Regions from separate parts of the Mus musculus genome. Here region 2 is linked to region 1. A link is a contact called in public HiChIP or PLAC-seq data. All regions are on one chromosome and are shown on one strand. The core of a region is the stretch at or near the end of the contact, and the rest is flanking DNA. Distances in the headings are between cores, read along the strand shown. Region 1 overlaps Adam10 (a disintegrin and metallopeptidase domain 10). Region 2 overlaps Gm46120 (predicted gene, 46120).

Region 1 (2,700 bases), core at 30-2,529:
TACTGTTTCTTTGATCACATTAACAGCCATTCAGTATTGGAACTTTTCTTTCTGTTTCTCAATTTGAATGATGAGATTGTTGCTAGTACCATACTTAATAAAAAACCAAATTGTAAGGAGCAGAAGCATAAAGCAAGGTAATATACAGAGCAAGTAGTTTCCAGAGGCTGAATCTAGGCTCAGGAGAAAAGCAGGGCAGTATCAGGAAGAGTAGGATGTGAGACATCTGATGAGGAAATGTAAAATCAGAGTGACTTGGTATTATTGTTTGTTCGTAAAGAGTTAGGTTTTTGGGTATTCAAACTAAGGTCAAGTTAAATACAACTGCTATTCTAATGTCCAACATTTTTTCCCTTTAGAATAATGAATACCTTAATTACTTGAGGACATTTTGAGGTTTCTTTCGGGTGTGTGTTGTGTGTGTATTGAGGGTATTTTGTGTGTGGTACATGCACCTGAGTATTCACCTTTGTATGTACACACACAGATGTCAGAGAAGGATGTTGAATGTCTTCTTCTTACTTACTCTTGGGACAATTAGCCTTGAGTGATGCTCTCTGAACCAGAAGCTTTGGGCTCGACGAGTCATCTAATGAGCTCTTGGTATCTGTCTCTGAATTCTAGTGATGAGGTTGTTGCAAAAAAAGCACAGTCATGTCTGGCTTTAAATTTTTTTCTTAAAATTGTTATTACATTTTGTGTGTGTATGTGTGTGTGTGTTCATGTTCATTTGTATGCCACAGCCTGTGAGTGGAGGTCAGAGGACAACTACTTGCATTTGGGTCCTGGGATCAAATTGAAGTTGTCAAGCTTGGTGACATCTTGTACCACTGAGCCATCTTTCTGCTCCTGGGCCTGGATTTATGTGGGTCCTGGAGTTTTGAACAGAGGTCCACTTGCATATACATCAAGTGTTCTTCCCCATGAAGCCATCTAACAAACCCTGGCGTTGTTGTTTTAGTGCATATGTGCGAGGAAAGCAGGTGCTTCCTTAGCCCAGCTTTGAAAGTGTTTTTCCTTTATGAAGATTCAGGGAGCTCTTGCTTTGGTCTTTCTTATGCCTCTGGTACCTGGATAAATTACCAGAATCCAAACCACGTCTGTGCAGGTGCTCATATACAGAACTCTGTCTCCTGTAAAGCAATGTTTTGATCCCATGCCTTGGGTTTTCTTAGTCTTATTTTAAAGTAAAACTTGTGTTTGACTCCAATCAGCATTTTGCGTGGCTGTCTTTTGCGCCAACTCACAAGGAAGTGTCACTGCCTTGAGTTCTTACTCTGCCTTCCTCAGCACTGGTCTTGGGTTTCATTTTCACTTCTGCCTTCCTGAACCAGTTTGAACATGTACTTACCATGCATTTTAATGAATGTGAATCCATATTATTACGGCCACCCATAAAAGCTTCTTCTTAGTAATCTCTATGACGATGTATGTTCAGTTCTAGTCCCTAATTACAAAGCTCTAAGTTTATGTTTAGACTTTCAGTTTTCCTCTGTGCTGCAACAGTGGCCCCATAGAGCAAGTGTTTATCCTAACTCTGATCCTAGACAGTTGTTAGATTCTTCTTCAAGGAAAGTATGTGACTTCTACTGTTCTTCTGATGAGAAAGTTCCACATAAGCAGGTGACTGGGCAATTTTACTTCCTACTAATGTAACACCATATTCTGTTTGGCAGCATGATTCTGGAACAGAGTGTACTCCAGGAGAGTCTAAGAACTTAGGACAAAAAGAAAATGGCAATTACATCATGTATGCAAGAGCAACATCTGGGGACAAACTTAACAACAACAAATTTTCACTCTGCAGCATTAGAAACATAAGCCAAGTGCTTGAGAAGAAGAGGAACAACTGTTTTGTTGGTATGTATATTTTCCAACATTTTAATTAACTTTTTCTTCTACATTTGTGCATGTGCACACAAGCCACAGCAGGTATGTGGAGGTCAGAGGACAATTTGATGGAGTCAGTTCTCCCCCTTCACCATGTGGTTCTGACAACTGAACGCAGCTTGTCAAGCTTGGTGGTAAGCACCTTTCCCCTGAGTCATCTTCCCAGCCCAAAATATTTATAGTCAAAAAATATGTAAGAGGCCACTCAGTTCCCGCCTGTGTTTTCCAGTTAACACTTTGCAAAAAGTATTTGCTTTATCAAATACTTAGGAATTCATTTGCCCCTTTGAAAGTAAGTATCAGATAGCAGAGTGTTTTACTTCTAAACGCTTTTAGCTTATATCTCATTAGCTAGAGTTCAATCTTGTTTGAGGTTCTTTTCTCTTCCCTCCTCCTTCTCTCCCTTCCTTCCTTTCTTTAATAGGTGAACTGCACAGTTTTATATATATATAATTTCATTCATAATACATACATGCCTTGCTGCATGTGTGACATTTGCACTTACTGTACAATGAGCAATTCCCCAAGCCTCTTATCCTCCCTTTCTGCACTGTCTCCTCTTGTTAGTTCCCTTGTTTCCTAGATAATTTTGCTTCTGCTTTCATGTCATATATCTGTGCATGGTTTTATGGATCTGTATAAACCCTATAAACAAGAAGACATCATGATACTTGTCTTTGTGACATTGGCTTGATTCATTTAAGGTGATTATCTCCAGTTGCATCTCTTTTCCTGCAGACAACAAATAATTTCATTCCTCATGTCTAAAACCAACTCCATCATGTATCTACTGCATGGGTGTGGTGTTGC
Region 2 (2,700 bases), core at 194-2,693, 310 kb after region 1:
TACAATTAATTGTACATCAGAACCTGATCATTCTGTGTCACCAGTAAGTCCCAGCTGTCCTGAGTCCCTGCCTCCACTGCTGTGAACACAGTCATTGTTCTAGCCCAGGCTACTCTGCCACCTTCGCTTACTGTCTGTTCCCTCTCCTGGTTTCCGTGCTGCCCTTCCTCCTGCTCCAGTCTCCTAGAGGCACACAAGATAGCTCGGCCAGCCAGGTGTCTCACGTCACCATGGCCAGCATCTGCTGTACTCCTGGAGGGTTTGGAGGTGGCTCAAAACTGATCTTGGCTTTTGAGGACACCACACATCCTCCTGTTCTCTCCATCATAAGCAGGTGGCAGGTGTGCACTGCAGGATATGTGAGTAGCGTCACGCCTGACAACAGGGACTGGAGAAAGAATACTTGTGCTGAAGAAAAGCTTAATTATGACTGAGCCCGACTACATGAGAGAATACAGGAAATGGATATAATATATAATGAATGTAGCCTGCTCGGGAAAGCAATTCCAAAAATTATGTTAACATTCTCATCTTCCCCCAGGGGCTGCCCCTTTTCAAGTTATCTTATTTCCCTCTCTCTGAATTATGAGCCTGGATGGTTACTCTGCTTCTGATTCAAAGTCACAAACTATCTGTGCCTTCCTGCAGAGATGTGAGAGGTGAGCTACTTCTTCAGCTGGGCTGATAGATCCTTCCAGAAGCTTCAGCTGCTGCCCTTGCTCACAGGTCCGACCTCTTGTCACCTGGGTGAGGCTGACTCTTTCTAGTCTCCTTGTCACTGGGAAGCCTCACGTGGGGTGGAGGGGGCCCAGAGGTCAGTTTCAGCCTCTCAAGGTGTTGACGGGGTGAACCAGAGACTTCTCGGTGGTCCTGTCTGCTTGCTGGTGCGATGAGCCACGTGGTCCTCATTGCCTCTGTACCAGCCCATGCTTATGTCACCACTGTGTTCCCTGCGGCTTGCTAAGCAGCAAGGACACACACTGGGGGGGGGGGGGGGGGCTGGGAGTGCTTCAGTATGCAGAGTTTGTGAGGCTCGCCCAGATGGAGTGGCCCTTGCATTTCTTCTGCTAATGGAAAAGAAATGAAGGTCTTGAAGAAAGGGTTTGAAATAGTCATTTTTTAAAATTTTCTCTGCACAGGTGTGAAACAGGGTTGGGCATCCTGGGATAGATGGCTGCCTCCCAAAGCCTTCTTACCACCATCCTTCAAATTCTTTTCATTGCTCTTTATATTATATCATATTACATGTATTTTTTATTTTTTATTTTTATTTATTTTTTGCTTCAAGACAGGGTATCCTGCAGCCCCAGCTGACCTCAAACTGTACGCTACCAGAGATGACCTTGGTTTTCTGATCTTTATTCAGATGGACCACAGAGCTCTGTGCCGTGAGGCTAGCACTCTACCGACAGGAACACACCCTTAACCCTCACCACAGGAAGTGGATATAATGAATACAGACTTCTCGGGGAAGCAATTCAGAAAATTATGTTAACATTCTCATCTTCCCCCAGGGGCTGCCCTTTTAAAAGCTTTGCTGGTAGAGAAAATTATCTGGACAGGGGCCTAGCTTGAAACTGGGCTTTGGAACTTTTTTGTCCAACATAATTGAGAGATTTTTGAGGGTTTCACCCTTAAGCAGCCTACGGATTGAGTGATTTATTTATATATTTTTGCCAAAGATATTTGTGCTAAAAAGAAGCACTGAGAGACCAAAAGGGAAAGATTCTCCCATGCTCTAATGTGTAAAACCCGTGCAAAAACCTTTAAAATTGTTGTGCCTTAAGCTTGCTTGCATCATACTATTCCAGCAAATGCTCTAGCAAGGCAAGGAGCAAGAATCTATGATTACAAATTGTCCCAACAACTGGAGTGGGGGCTCACTCAGTTGCCTGCCTGTGGCTTCTGCTTCCCTACCTGGGCTGCTCTGTCTAGCCTCAGTAGGAAAGGATGCGCCTAGTCTTGCGACTAATCACTTGAGGTGCCAGGGTGTGTTGGTCCCCTGGGAGGGACCTCCCCCTTCTCAGAGGTGAAGGGGGTTTGGGGAAAGATCTGGGGGGAGGGAAACTGAAAGGAGATGTGGGGTTGCAACTGGGATGTAAAGTGAATAAATCAATTAATTAATGGGGGGAAAGCCCACAAATTTGGGTTCCCCACTGTTTGAAGCCATATCTGTCACAGACCACAGCACTCTGTCACCACCTGGTGGTAGCATAGGCTCCTTCCACCGAGTGTGCCCTGTGTGTGTGTGTGTGTGTGTGTGTGTGTGTGTGTGTGTGTGTGTGTGTGTGTACAGGTAGAGTTTGTGACTTTGAATCAGGAGCAGAACGACCATATGGATTCATATCATAACACACATGTTCATGAAGAGAAACTGAATCTTAGAAAACAAATTGTAAATATATAAATTTGTCTCATATGATACTATTGCCCTTACTTAGAATATATGATCCGTCTGGGGCAAAACTATTTTATATAATATTACATCCCATCTCATGGAAAGCTTCAAACTTACAAAGTGAGTCTCAAAAGTAATTGAATATCTTAAAAAGATATGAATGTTATAAGCAGACGTTATAAAGAACATGATTTGTAAAAATATCAATGTATAGAATGTATTATAATAATAATCAAGTAGAACATGTAGGAGATGTTTTAATCAGATGTGACCCATTATGCCCATTATAATGTTGAGTTCCA

The links. HiChIP or PLAC-seq counts read pairs in DNA pulled down with a chosen protein or histone mark.
Region 2: a RAD21 HiChIP or PLAC-seq map of pro-B cells shows a contact between it and region 1, with 5 times the contacts expected there. The contact joins two enhancer-like sites. A contact is called at or near these places in 2 of 15 datasets of contacts at CTCF or cohesin (large pre-B cells and pro-B cells), 3 of 484 Hi-C or Micro-C datasets (bone marrow-derived macrophages, cortical neurons and nephron progenitors), 3 of 115 datasets of contacts at active chromatin or transcription factors (heart atrium, large pre-B cells and neural progenitor cells) and 3 of 9 other capture datasets (adipose tissue, liver and pancreatic islet).

What each region holds. Positions count from the first base shown.
Region 1 is chr9:70,759,907-70,762,606 of GRCm38.p6, forward strand. Adam10 (a disintegrin and metallopeptidase domain 10) reads left to right here. Exons shown (of 16, transcript NM_007399.4): 10 at 1,677-1,860. Among named protein-coding and RNA genes, the nearest start is that of Adam10, 82 kb to the left of the region's middle. Within about 2 kb of position 1,280, at least 106 of the 459 cell types and tissues checked have an H3K27ac peak or open chromatin away from gene starts, as enhancers often do. A contact at or near this core is called in pro-B cells, where this site is marked.
Region 2 is chr9:71,071,893-71,074,592 of GRCm38.p6, forward strand. The region is part of intron 1 of Gm46120 (predicted gene, 46120); the gene reads left to right. Among named protein-coding and RNA genes, the nearest start is that of Gm46120, 4.1 kb to the left of the region's middle. Within about 2 kb of position 1,444, at least 13 of the 459 cell types and tissues checked have an H3K27ac peak or open chromatin away from gene starts, as enhancers often do. A contact at or near this core is called in pro-B cells, where this site is marked.